Linked DNA regions of Macaca mulatta: region 1 is linked to region 2. The links are chromatin contacts, called in public Hi-C maps. All regions are on one chromosome and are shown on one strand. The core of a region is the stretch at or near the end of the contact, and the rest is flanking DNA. Distances in the headings are between cores, read along the strand shown. Region 1 holds the start of SWT1 (SWT1 RNA endoribonuclease homolog). Region 2 holds the start of EDEM3 (ER degradation enhancing alpha-mannosidase like protein 3).

The links. Hi-C and Micro-C count contacts between places; a contact is called where the count stands out from the background.
Region 1: a contact with region 2 is called in a Hi-C map of liver, with 2.2 times the contacts expected there. The contact joins the promoter of SWT1 here to the promoter of EDEM3 in region 2. A contact is called at or near these places in 3 of 14 Hi-C or Micro-C datasets (fetal cortex germinal zone, fetal cortical plate and liver).

The regions. Positions count from the first base shown.
Region 1 is chr1:42,612,051-42,618,990 of T2T-MMU8v2.0, forward strand. It overlaps SWT1 (SWT1 RNA endoribonuclease homolog), which reads left to right and starts at 4,313. Exons shown (of 19, transcript XM_028851396.2): 1 at 4,313-4,393. TRMT1L (tRNA methyltransferase 1 like) reads right to left here and starts at 4,160. Exons shown (of 15, transcript NM_001260768.1): 1 at 3,707-4,160. The coding sequence starts at 3,947.
Region 2 is chr1:42,228,035-42,234,372 of T2T-MMU8v2.0, forward strand. It overlaps EDEM3 (ER degradation enhancing alpha-mannosidase like protein 3), which reads right to left and starts at 3,840. Exons shown (of 20, transcript NM_001266794.1): 1 at 3,513-3,840. The coding sequence starts at 3,670.

The sequences.
Region 1 (6,940 bases), core at 3,063-5,562, 380 kb after region 2:
GTACTATTAAGCAAACAAGATAGACGAAACTCTTTTGGCAGAAAGGAAGAGGAAAAGAGAAAGGAAAATGTAGTTTTTGACATAGTGTGTTCGATGTACTACTGGAACAGTATTCCAGTAATAATGTACAATAGGCAGCTGGTGATTTGTTTTTGGAGCTCAGGAGGGATTCTGGAGATATAAATCGTAAGTAACATGTTAGGTGAAACTATGAGAATAAATAAGAAAGCCTAAGAAAAAAAGTGTGAAAAATACGAGAAAAAGCCACGACCCAGTCTTACCCAGTTATGACTGATTTCAAACAACTAGGCTATGTAAAATTAATTTTAAAACATGATTTATATTTTAATTCTAATGCATTTCAGATTTCTCAATCATTACATATTTGTCCCACTAATGCACTTTCAGGTTTCTCAAGCATTACACACTCTTCAAATTAAAATGCTTGTAAATTTGGAAATAACATGCATAAGTCTAAAATATGTTTAACATGTTCTGATTGGAGTGGGTAGGGGATACATTTCTCAATGTTGCTGAACCTGCTACTGATTATTATACATAGATAAAATCTGGTAGTGAGGTATGAGAGATGTAGATATTTATAAGAAAAATTAAGTAGAAGGAATCAGAAAAGTAGATTCAGAAAGAATAAATGGTAAGGGGAGTCAAGATAATGCAGAAGCCAAGGGAGAAGAGTCTATAAACACAAAACGTTCAACAAAGTATCACAAACAGTTGTAGAGATCAAGAAAGCAAGTCTGGTGACCTTTGAAAAAGCAGGTTCAGTGAGGCGTTTCGGAGTAGAAACAGAATTGGAAGGGGAAATAAAATACAGAAAATTAGGTTTTTCTTTTTTAGAGAAGTTTGATGGTATAAAAAAGGAAATGAGTGAGACTGTAACTTGCTTTTTTTAAGTACGGGGAACCTGAATATATGTGCATTCCAAGGGAAAGGAACAATTACAAAGTGAGGACTGAATATATATTAAGATTAGGAGAAACTGATAGGTAAAGAGCCCAAGGAGACAGGAGATGGTGGGATAAACCACAGGGCCCTCTAACATTATGTTATTAGGTTATACAATTTAAAACCTTGAGACTTTAAAATTCAATTCTTGATATTAGCATCTTCTTGCCTACTTCTCTCTGAGCTTCACTATCAGTTCGTTTACCCATTTGTATAATTTGTGTCCTTGTTCACTTTCCCCACAAATAAGCAACAGGAAGACAAGGCCTATTCCTTGCTCATCTTTCTGATGGCCAAGTGCCCAATGCACTAACTTGCAGATAGGCGGCACTAAAGTTTGTTAAACAAGAAGTTAAAAAAATCGTTAGACTTTTTGGATGCAGTAGCACACTGTGTCAATAATTTTGGAATCCAATTCAGCACTATCAGACATTCCTGCTCAAATTTATTAAAAGGTAATTTTTTATATGATTATTATTTAGAGATGGTGTCTTGCTCTGTCACCCAGCCTCCATGGAATGTAGTAGCTCAATCATAGCTCACTGCAGCCTCAAACTCCTGGGCTCAAGCAATACTCCTGCCTCAGCCTCCTGAGAATCTAGGGGTATAGGCTTGTGCCTGGTTATTCACTTTATTTTTAAAGGAGCAACAAACAATATTGGTTAATTTTTTATATTAGATACTGGTCAAATGAGTTATAATGAGATATAATTTCTATAAACAGGTAAAACTTTTTCATCTTTCATAAAAATCTTTTGCTAGGTCAGACAGTAACATTCCAGAAATGAACCCGTGTGTACAAACTAACCTATCTAATTTGTAACCATAAAGGCTTTCGGTTCCAGAGTTCAAAGATCTGTGTATGTGAGACAAGATAAACAGCAATCAATAAAGACGTGCCTATTGAAATTATTCTATTAAATAACACAAAATAAGGGAAAGGAGTTTGGTTAAGTTAGAAAACTAAAAATCCTGTGGTCCACTACTGAAGAAACTCTTGAACATCTAAAAATTCATGATATGCCTATAAACATCTCTGAAATCACCTTCTGGTTTAAGATAATACGTATCAGACAATCTGTATGCAAAATACTCAATCTGCTTTTTGTAACACACTATTAATCCAGAAGTCAACAGGCAAACCTCTTGTTAAATTAGATGTCTCCAACATGCAAGGAGGGTCTTTTACAACTTGTATTACTTTTTCCTCAATTTTCAATTCTATTTCAGATAGGTTATCTTCATCTTACCTAGTTATGACTGATTTCAAAGGACTAATTAGACCAACTAAAAATAATTTTTAAAATGTGATTAATACATGTATTAGTTCAAATGCATTTCAGACTTCTCAATCATTACATATTTGTCCTACTAATGCATTTTCAGTTTCCCATATGGTATGCATTCCTCAAATTACATATTTGTAAATTTTGGAATATACAGATAAGTCTTTACTATGTTTAACGTATTTTTGATGGTGGGGAGGTGGAGAATGCATGCATTTCCTAAAGCTGCTGAACCACTTCTGACTAATATAAACAAATACAACCTGGAAGTGAGGTAGGAGGCTACTTAGGAGAGTAGAACCCCCTCAGCTCCCCATGCCTCCCCCATCCCTACCCACTGTAGTTGAAGAAACAACTGGCTTTATTTTGTACCTACAAGCTCTGATCTTATATGATGAGAAGGGGCTTACCTCAAGCATCCTGGCTTTTCTTTCCTGTGATTAGACATACTCTGAAATCTATAACAATTTGTATGTTGTTTCAACACTGCAAAATAATCCTATCTATATCCAATGTTTTATAAATATTAAACTCAAAACTGGCCTAGAAGTAGGAAAAATAATGAATTAAAGATTATTTTAAATTCCAATTCAGAAAGCACATAAAGGTCAATTTATGACCACAAACTAAATGTTAAAAGAACTTACATTAAGTCTTTCTTAGACCTTACATTTAAAAATTTTAGAAGATCCTTAAGAAAGTGTTACTCATCAATCTTTTAAATTCCTATATGGTCCAATAAACCACCACTTAGAAAACATGCAGGCACATTGAGAAGCACAATAATATGGGCCATTAATTCTCAACAGTCTATTTCTGATGGAATGGAGTACAAAACTCAATTGGTATTTATGTATGGGTGAAAACATCCATAAATTTAGTCGATTCTTTTCTAAACTACTACTCAGCCTCAAAATCTCTTCGGAAGCAAGCTGCCCATAGGGGGGAAAAAACTGAAATGAGAAAAACTCATCTCCTTGTGTACGTCGAAGCAGAAAAGCTAGTTGACAGTAATGGTTTATAAATGTTGGCAGCTAGGATCCACTACCGTAAACAGGTTGCCTCGGTTACTATGTCACATTTCAAAGAACCTAGTTAACCACGGTAGTCTGGACTGTGGGAAACTACCAAATTATGTGTAACTTCCTATTTTTGTACCTTAAAAAGATTCCCTTTTACGAAAAAGCCCTTAACCTCATTATTTCCTTCTATCTGCAGCATTCCTGCCCTCCGCATATCCCTCACCGTGACATCCTCGTGGCTTATGAAGATGCCGTCTCCCACTCTGTACCCTTGTTTTAGCCGCTACACGGGCCTCTCTTCCCTCCCCTCCATTTCCCTAAACCTGCCTTGCCCCATAAAAACCATCCCGGTGAAGAAGGGTCTCCCCTACTTCCCAGCAAGGCGCACTTTCTCTTTTCTGCGGCAGAAAGATCTGGGCCTCCTGCACTTACTGCTTTTAGCCTCCTCAGGGGCAGAGGCTAGGGACGGGGACAGGGCCGGAGCCTGGGCCAGGGCAGGGGCTGGGGCTGGAGCCGAGGCCGGAGTCGGAGCCGAGTCCAGAGCCGAATCCGGGGCCGGAGCTGGGACCCCAGCCGAGTCCCGGGCCGGGGTCGGGACCTGGACCTGGACCTGGGCCACCTCCACCTCCTCCTTCTCCAGGGGCAGCAGCTCCTCCTCCGCCATATTCTCCATAGTTACCGCCTCCGTGCCAGGCCCGCCCGGGGACCCGGAGCGGGGCTCACGGCGGGGTCAGAGAACTGACGTGAGTGCCCACTGGGCTGGATCCAAGGAGTAGGGAAGCAAGTGGGGAGGGCGGGATGCGTGCAACAGACAAAAGATGAAGAACCAGTGACCAAATCCTGTTAGTAGAAAATAGCCACAGGGTGCGACTCCAGATGCCGTCCGCTTCCCTTTCCCCGAGGCGTTACCACGCCACCACAAACTGCGCAGAAGCGTACTGGGGACGGCGTCCAATTGGGTAAGAGGGTTCAGTTTCTACGGTGCGTCTCCTTCCCACCGGCCAACCCCCAGACCGAACAAAGACTACAGCACCCAGGGTACACTGCGCAGCCTGGGGCGGGGCCGACGAGCAAGCCTTGCAGGAAGTAAATGCAAATCTAAGCAAAAGCTGCGGAGCGGTGGGTAGACACGCTGGATCTGGGCGCAGAACTACGTTTCCCAGCGGGCATACAGTTGGTGGGGCGGGGTGTGTCGGGGGGTGGGGGTCCCTCTCCTTTGGCCTGGGGCTTCGGAGTCGCCACCGCAGCCGGCGCTGGTAAGGTAGGAACTGGGGGGGGCGGGGTACGTTGACGTTTTGCTGGGCAGGTTCCCGCTCGTCCCCCGCCCCAAGTATCCTGGCCGGCGGGCGGCCGGCCGGGCTGAGCACTCAGGAGTCACCCGGACCTGGGCGGGGCAACTCTATGGGCGGATCCGAGGACGTCTCAGCTCCGTGGAGGGTGTGGTTCTGGCCCGGCTTGCCTCCGGGGCTGCCCTTTGCCCAGTGTTGGGGTCTGGTCGGTTCGTGCGGAGCCCGCGGGCCGCGGCGGTTTACTAGCAGCTGACGAGCTTGCCCGTCCTTCCAGCTGACTTGGAGTTAGGGTCTGTTTTTCATTTCGCACCCTCATGTACACCGTGACCTGAACGCTCTTTTCCTTTGTTTTTATTTTTGCTTTAGTCTTCCTGTTGCCAATATCAGCAGTTCTGCGGTGTGACCAGTGGATAGAAATTAGTTGTTTTGCTCTATTTTGCTTTGTTTTCAGGCTTTTAGTAACCAGAGCTCTGAGTGGGTAGAGCTTCGGGTCATTTGATTTTGATGCGTCTCAGATCCCCAAAGCATATGCTAGTGAGTCCCCTGTCCCCCATACTTCTCTCTGCTTCACTCTTAGTGCCTACTTGACATTCGAGGCTGTCTCGTTCCTTTCTTCTGTCCCCCCGATAAATCCACTGGGACAGGAAGGAGAAAAACGTGAACTTTCTGGCTCCCCTGCTTGGGTTTGGTCCGAACCTTCTAGGCAGCAGGGCAGGAGAGGGAGCCCAATTTAGTCTCAAGAACAAGACGCGTGCTTGCAGTTAGCTTTTCTTAGTTAATGAAGTTGATAAACGCCAGTCTTCTTGGTCTATTTGTTACCTACTTGTTTCAGAACCCCGGGGAAGAGATAGCATCATTATTTGGCACTTGGAAGCACTAACTGGAAGTTAACTCCTCCCCCTGTAGTTTAAGAAGTATATATAATGGAGGGGTGTGTGTGTGCGTTTAACCTCTCGCCAGTTTAGTGGGAACAGATGATCCCCGTGAAGCTTCTGTGAGTTATAGGCCTAAATCCCTTTTACTGATCTTCCCGCACAGCTTTTATCTAGTATTCCTGAATGTATAGTTGACTCATGGCTCAACAGTCAATTAAAAACGGGATAACACTGACTATAACTTACGGATATGCTAACTATATCTGTGCATCATCCAATAATTCTTGTTCTCATTTCTTTCTTTTTTTTTTTAACTGTCGTTCATGATGATTTTTTATTTCTAAATTACTAGATGGTTAACTGAAAGCTGGATTCAGTATGTTAATGTCATTTAATACCAGCGGGAAACCAGATTAAAAGGGTTAGATTTTGGTATGTGGATTCTGTGGGAATTTTTGTAAGAATTTCTAAGCATGGTCTCTGCTTGTAAGACATCCTGAAGAAGGAATCTTCAATGTTTGAAGAATTAAAAAAATAATGTTATTCATCTATTGCTGCTGCATAAGTTATACCAAAACATAGTAGCTTAAAATAACAATAAACATTTATTACTCCACAGTTTCTGTGGATCAGGAACTCAGAAACGACTTTCTGGGTTGATCTGGCTTTAGGTCTCATGAGGTTGCAGTGAAGGTATGTGCCAGGGCTGCTGTCATATCAGTTGATTAGGGGTGCAGGATCATCAGCTTCAAAGGTAGCGCACTCATGTGCCTGGCCGTTAGTTGGTTCTGGTTGTTGGCAAGAGGCCAGTAGTTCTTCTCTTGCGAGCCTTTCCATGGGCTGTTTGAGTGTCCTCATGACACTCTGGCTTTCCCTAGAGTGAGCAGTCCAAGACAGGACAAGGTAGAAGTCATGATGTCTTATATGATTTAGCCACATACTACTATGTAGCAATATCTTATTGGTTACACAGGTCACCCCTATTCATTGTGGTAGGGGATTACGTAAGTGTGTGATTACCAAGCATCAGGAATCATCAGGAGCCATCCAGCAGGAGACTGGCCAGCACAGGAAGTCTCCCCTCATTTAGTTTATGTTTTGATTTGCATAAAATCGATAGGAGTTTCACACTAGTACAAATATAAAACGTTTGTCCGAATAAACGTAAGTGTTTTTCTGAGATAGCCCACAATACTGTCATCCACTGACAGTATTTACTTGGTCCACAGCAGGGCTGGAAAAATGAGACTGGGATGGGAAGTGAACAGAGGAACTACAGTGAGCGAATTGGAAGTGGTTCAGAATGAAAGAGTTAATATTACAAGGAAGAAGAATTCACTCGTTTATTCACTCAGTAGGCATGTATGAGCACCTAAGTTTTTGGTACAGCATACTCAAGGAGCTCAGGGTCTAGTAGAAAGACAACCATACAAGCAAGTATATATGTAGACCTTACTGTGTACCAACCTATGCAAGATGTATATGTATGTTTTTTTTTAATT
Region 2 (6,338 bases), core at 2,590-5,089:
TTCAGATCCTGACTATGGCGACCAGCAAAATCAAGTACACTCAAACTTGTGAAGTAAACAAATTAAGTCCTGACAACTTTTTATGAATAATAACCATTTAAAAACACTTCATTATTTAAAAAAAGACCTTACCACCACTTTGCTAAAGCACTTATTCTTTATAAGTTTATATATATATATATATTTATATATACACATAATTTTTATATTTGTGGTTTACAGCTCTGAACTCTTATCCTGTCCTAAGCAGGAAAAAAAAAGAGCTTAAAATATCCCTTTCAGGAACTCATATCAATGAATGGAAGATGGAAGTTCTTTTTTTTTCTTCCCTGAAATGGAATATAAGATTACCACCAAGAAGTAGAAATTCCTATAACTGGCAATGATAGTGCCTAGACATGTGTATTACAAATGACATAAGCTTTAACTCGCTAACTCAACTTTACAAGCATTCAATTTTCAAGATTATGAGTAAATCACGATTGCATACAAGCAAAACACACTATTTTCCAATCCTTACATTTATGCAGCATATGATGAGCCAATTTCAGAACACATATTTCAAAGTGGAGCTATTTAATATCGTTGCTCTCTCTTACACATAGAAGCCTAACGAAGTTAAATACAGAATGGTATAATGATTACTATATTGAACAGAAAAAAAAGTTTCCATAAGGTTTTATCCATTCGAAAACTGGATTAAAATGTATTGGAAATCAGACCCAGTTCAAAAATTACATCACTCTTAATTTCTGTAAGTCGGCTTTTTCTTTTTTTTTTTTTTTTTTTTTTTTTTTTGAGATGGAGTTTTGCTCTTGTTGCCTGGGCTGGAGTGCAATGGCACGATCTCAGCTCACTGCAACCTTCACCTCCAGGTTCAAGCCATTCTTCCTGCCTCAGTCTCCCGAGTAGCTGGGATTACAGGCATGCACCACCACGCCTAGCTAATTTTGTATTTTTAGTAGAGAAGGGGGTTCTCCATGTTGGTCAGGCTGGTCTTGAACTCCTGACCTCAGGTGATTCGCCCACCTCAGCCTCCCAAAGTGCTGGGATTACAGGCCTGAGCCACAGCGCCAGGCCAAGTTGTCTTTTTCTAAAGTTGCATCTCCTGCCCACGTGCTATAGAAACTGGATTGTTTTCTACTTCACTTTTTAATGAAAACACAACATTAACAAAATATCCTGTTGTAAAATTTTAAAAACAAAACCAAAAAGCTTATTCCATGAAGGATAAGACTACATATAACCAGTTAAGTAATTCCACAAAGTATAAGTTATTGAGCAACTGCTTACTATTCATGACAATTCCAGTCTTTTACCATCTGTTTGGTTTGTTGGGGGGGGGGCATGGAGGGAAAGGGGTGGGGCATTTTCTGCTGTTTATCATGAATCATTATTTGGGCTTTAAAAAAATGCACAGGTAAACCCAATGAATCAAAGTTCAGTTTTCTGAAAATTCCCAGAGGAGAAGGCAGTCATATAATTGTGTATTTGTCATGTATAGCTCTAGATTCTTACTCTACCCTTATTCAAGGGTAGAGCAATCTAACAAGCCTAAATAATTGTAATTTCACTTTCATAAATGATCTCAAAATTTGAGCTGAAATTTCAAGTCAATTTGGTTGAACTTTTCCAGTTAAAAACTAATTTTGGTCAAAAATGATTTATCCAATGACTCTTTTACAAATAAGTTTTTAATAAAAAATGGAGAAAGGATGGTGATGGTCAAATAAGATTCTTGTGGTTCTTAACAGACTTGATACTTCTCTTCCAAGTCTAACGAATGTGCAACACACTGGAGAGAGCCTGGCTCTGGGAACAGAGAAGCCTGGGTTTGAATACTGGCACCACCAATTAGTAGCTCTGCGGCTGAACAAGTCAACCTTGGGTCTCAACTTCCTCATTTGCAAAATGTGGATCACATTCATTGGGAATTAGGAAGGAGTACAGAGATAACATATGTAAAGTGCTCACACAGTGAGGTATTTGGTAAAAGTTATCAATGATAATTAAATTCATAATGAGAGAAAATGTAAGATACTTATTAGAGTTTACAGGTAATTTTATTTTGATGGTTGATACTTCAACTTTTTTCCATCAAGTGATCTTTATTGCTATTTAGAAACGAACACAAGACCCTTTGCAATGATTTAAATGACGTACATAAAGTAAGACCTGATGGTTCCACCACCCTCCTTCGTTCCACTTTTTTCTGAGCTATTTTTTTTTCTTTTTTAAAAAAACGTGGGATGGTACTATACACATTATTCTACAACTTGCATTTTTTTTTTTGTCTTGGAAATATATTCTGGATAGGCTTCCAGTGACATACTTCCTTCTTCTTAATGTCTCAATATTATTCCATAATATGAACGTACCCTATTCAACCATTTCCTCCAAGGAACAGTTGTTCTTTCAAACTGCACTTCTTTTTTTTTTTTTTTTCCGAGACGGAGTTTCGCTCTTTTTGCCCAGGCTGGATCTATCTCTGCATTAAGAGTGCTTTTATTTTCTTAGGGTAGATTCTCAGAAACAGAACTGATGAATCAGAGTGTGCACAATGTAAATTTTAGGAGAGACTACCAATAAGTTAACAGCAATGTACACTCTCACTAAGCCTTTTTCACTCCTGAACTAGCCAGAACTGTATTCCTGTGTTTTGTATTATATTTACTAATCTGATGGGCAAAACCCAGCTAGCTCCTTGTTTTAATCTGCATCTCTTACATTTATGGAGGTTGAGTAACTTTTCATGTTTACCACTTCCATTTCCTCTTCTGGCTTAACCGTTCATGCCTTTTGCCCATTTCCTACTGGTTCTTCGCTTTTTTCTTATTCATGTGTAGGACCTCGTGTATGTATTACTGACTCTGAATTAAATGGTGTAAATAGAATTGATAATTTTACGACACTTCCAAGACGGATAAAAACTACTGAATAGGTATACTTGAGACTTTTGAATAATTTCCCCCCATTCTATTCTATTATGAAAATACAGTGCAAGAAAACACTGCAAGGAAATAGTAAAATGTGTAAAGTTCAAGTTCCAATGAACGCCCCCTTTTCCGTAACAGGTGTAAACATCATTTCCTTAACTACTGTGAGATCAGCAACATTTTCCCAGCTGGAAGCTCCCTTGAGCGAGAAAGCTAACCATGCCTCGGTCGACCGGCAACCAACCGCAGGACTCCAGCGCGCAGCGATGCGGGCTGTAGCCCCCTTCTCGGGCCACTGACATGGCAGCCGCGTTGACACACCGCGCCTGGCTTCAAGGAGCCTGCACATGTCACTGGCGGCCAGGGCGACAACCCGTCAGCTCCCCCCGAGGTCAGGTCGCGAGCGGCGGCTCCCACTTCCCCGGACCCTGTCCACCCCATTAGGGTTCTCGCGCGGCAACAGCCGTTCCAATCGCGACAGGAGAGGCCACTATACGCGACCGGGTCGCAATGACAGGCACCCCTCCCGTGGTCAGCCTCACCGAGAAACCCACCCCAGGCTGCCAGCACCCTTACCCAAGCTTCTGTTTCTCCTCCCTACTCATGGGCTCGGCCCCCACCGTCCACACGGATGTGGCCGACACCAGGCAGATCGCGGCCGTCGCCGCCACTAGGCTCCATGGCGCTCGCTGGGGGACCGGGGACCCACAGCCCCGGCCGCCGGCTTCGCTCATGGCCCCGCGGTCCCGCGCACGCGCAGCTGCTACGCCCGGCCGGTGAGACACATTGCCGGACGCCGGTGGCCAGGGGGCTGCTAGCCGTGCCGAGACGGGGCGGGATGCGGAGTAACACGGGCGGCCGCCGGCGCCGAACTGTTTCCCGAAGCCACCGAGCCGGTCCCCAGCGCCAGCGCTGCCACCGCCCTCCGCCCTCAGTATCCCGGAGCGCCTCCCCCAGCTTTCCGGTGTCGTAGTCTAGGAAACCGCCTCCCCAACGTTACTTCCGGGTAGGACCGAAGCCGTGGAGCCTCAGGACCAATGGAGACCGCATCAGAGAGGGGCTGTCTCCAGCGACTGGAGAGGGCATTGGCCAGGAGAAGTGAGACGTGGACAAAAGGCGGGACTGGGAAGGGATCTCTCGCTTCGACCCGCCTCCGACCCGCGGAGTTGCCCCCTGAGGACTACCAGTCCCAGTGTGCACTGCTTCCTCCCCGGCTCTCTCGCAAGCCGACTCGAAGCCGCGTCGCTCACTTCTACCTAGAGTGGGCGCGCGGCACTCTGGGACGTGTGGTCCGCCGAGGTCACCGGTGGTTGCTGGGGTCCCACCTCCCCCTTTCCTCGGCGCCCTGCAGTCAGCCCTGCCTCGGTGGGCTGCTGAGTCTCGGGAAACCCGTCAACTGTTTATCTCTCTTCCTCAGAAAGCTGTTTCCCAGAGAGCTGGCTGAATGAGGCGCACTGCCCCCAAGTCAGTGCTGCTGCATGCCTTAGGGAATAGTGTTGGAGTAGTCGTCTACCCTCAGGGAAATTCCAAAACACAGTAACAGCAAAATGAATTGAGCTTTTGAAGGCATTGCTCTAAGGTTTTTACTCGCAATTATCTCATGCATTCTTCTCAAGTCTGATAGAGTAAGTACCACCATACCCCTTATGCAGACGAGGAAACAGGCTTAGAAAGATTGGTTAACAAAAGCTCGTCACACTGCTGGATTAGAATCCAACCAGCCTCTGATTCGGAAGCCCTGGCATTTAACCACCGCGCAGTACTACAAGGATGAAGGAGCACGTGGGTCCTCGTACATGATTAATAATAGTTATCTAAAAAGCTCAATGTAAGGAGAACTGTGTGGGCTGCAAAGAAGGTTTAATGAAGGAGATTGGAACTTGCAATGAATTTTGATGACTGAGTCCCAGGTTAACTATTGGTAAAATGACATGTTGGTTCCTCTTGAAAAGGTGTTCCCTTAAGGTTTTCTTTTTGTCCTTTTTCTCTCTGTACTCTAATTATTCCTTGGTGATTTCTTCTCATAATGATTCAGCCAACATATCTCTGTGGTTGATTTCCAAATCAACATCTGTCCTGATCATTAGACCCACATTTCCACCTCCCTAATAGGAATGTCCTAACGTCTGGCCCAGGGGTAGCTCAAACGTAAGATGTTTTGTGATTCATATTAATGCATCGGAATCATTGTCAACTCATCTTTATCCTTCGTGGTCCGTGTGCATTCAGTTACCAAATTATATAGATTTTACCTCTTCTATCTTTCAGATTATTACCTTTCTTTCTATTCCCACTTCTGCTCCGTTAAAGCGTCCATTACCTCTCTCCTAAACTATTGCACTGGCTCAATAAATGTTGAATATACTTGTTTCCTTATTCCTTCAGTTTTCTTACCTGTAAAGTGGGAAAAATGTAGTCCTTTTATCCAGCAGTCCCCAACTTTTTTGGCACCGGGACCACTTTCATGGAAGACAATTTTTCCACAGGGCGGGAGAGACACCATTCCATCTCAGATCATCAGGCATTAGATTCTCATAAGGAGCGTGCAACCTACATCCCTCGCATGTCTAGTTCACAATAGGGTTCATGCTCCTATGAGGCTCTAACGCAGTTGATCTGACAGGAGGTGGGGCTCAGGTGGTAATGCTTGCTCACCTGCTGCTCCTGAGAGGCAACTGACTGGTACCAGTCCACTACCCCAGGCTTGGGGACCCCTGCTTTTATCTACTAAAATGGATGCTGTGAAAACACATGAAGTCATTTCTGTACAATATTTAGTATCCTTTGTTTTTTTTTTAATGGATCTCCAATCCTACATTGGTTCCATCCTAGTCCTCTTTGGCAGCCTTAATGATGAAGTTACCGATGATCTCCCTGCTACCCTACTCTCCTCTATACATGGCTGTCAGAATTGGTATTCAGGAACATCTGCAAACCCTCTGAACACCTTCTTTCTTCCTTCTAGTCTGCCCTGCCCTCAAATCCTATATGATAACTAAATAATTCCTATCCTGTATCCTTTCCATGCCTTTGCTCATACCATCTCCTGTGCTACCCCATCATCTTTGTACAACACTCACCACCTGTTAAGGCTGGGCTCAGATTCTGTCTCCACAAAACCCTTCCAGAACCTTCTAGTTAGCAAAAAGTTATCCTCTCTCTATGCCTCCATTGTATTCTGTGTCTTTGTTATTGTGTTTTTCACAGTCTGCATACCCACTACATTTTGGCCACATGAAAAGTATTGATTTTAGCTTATTTGTAGGTTGTCTTCGTCTGTTTTCTGTTGCTATAATGGAATACTTGAGACTGGGTAATTTATAAAGAAAAGTAATTTGTTTCTTACGATTCTGGACTGGGAAATCCAAAAACCTGGCACCGGCATGTGGTTGGTTTCTGATG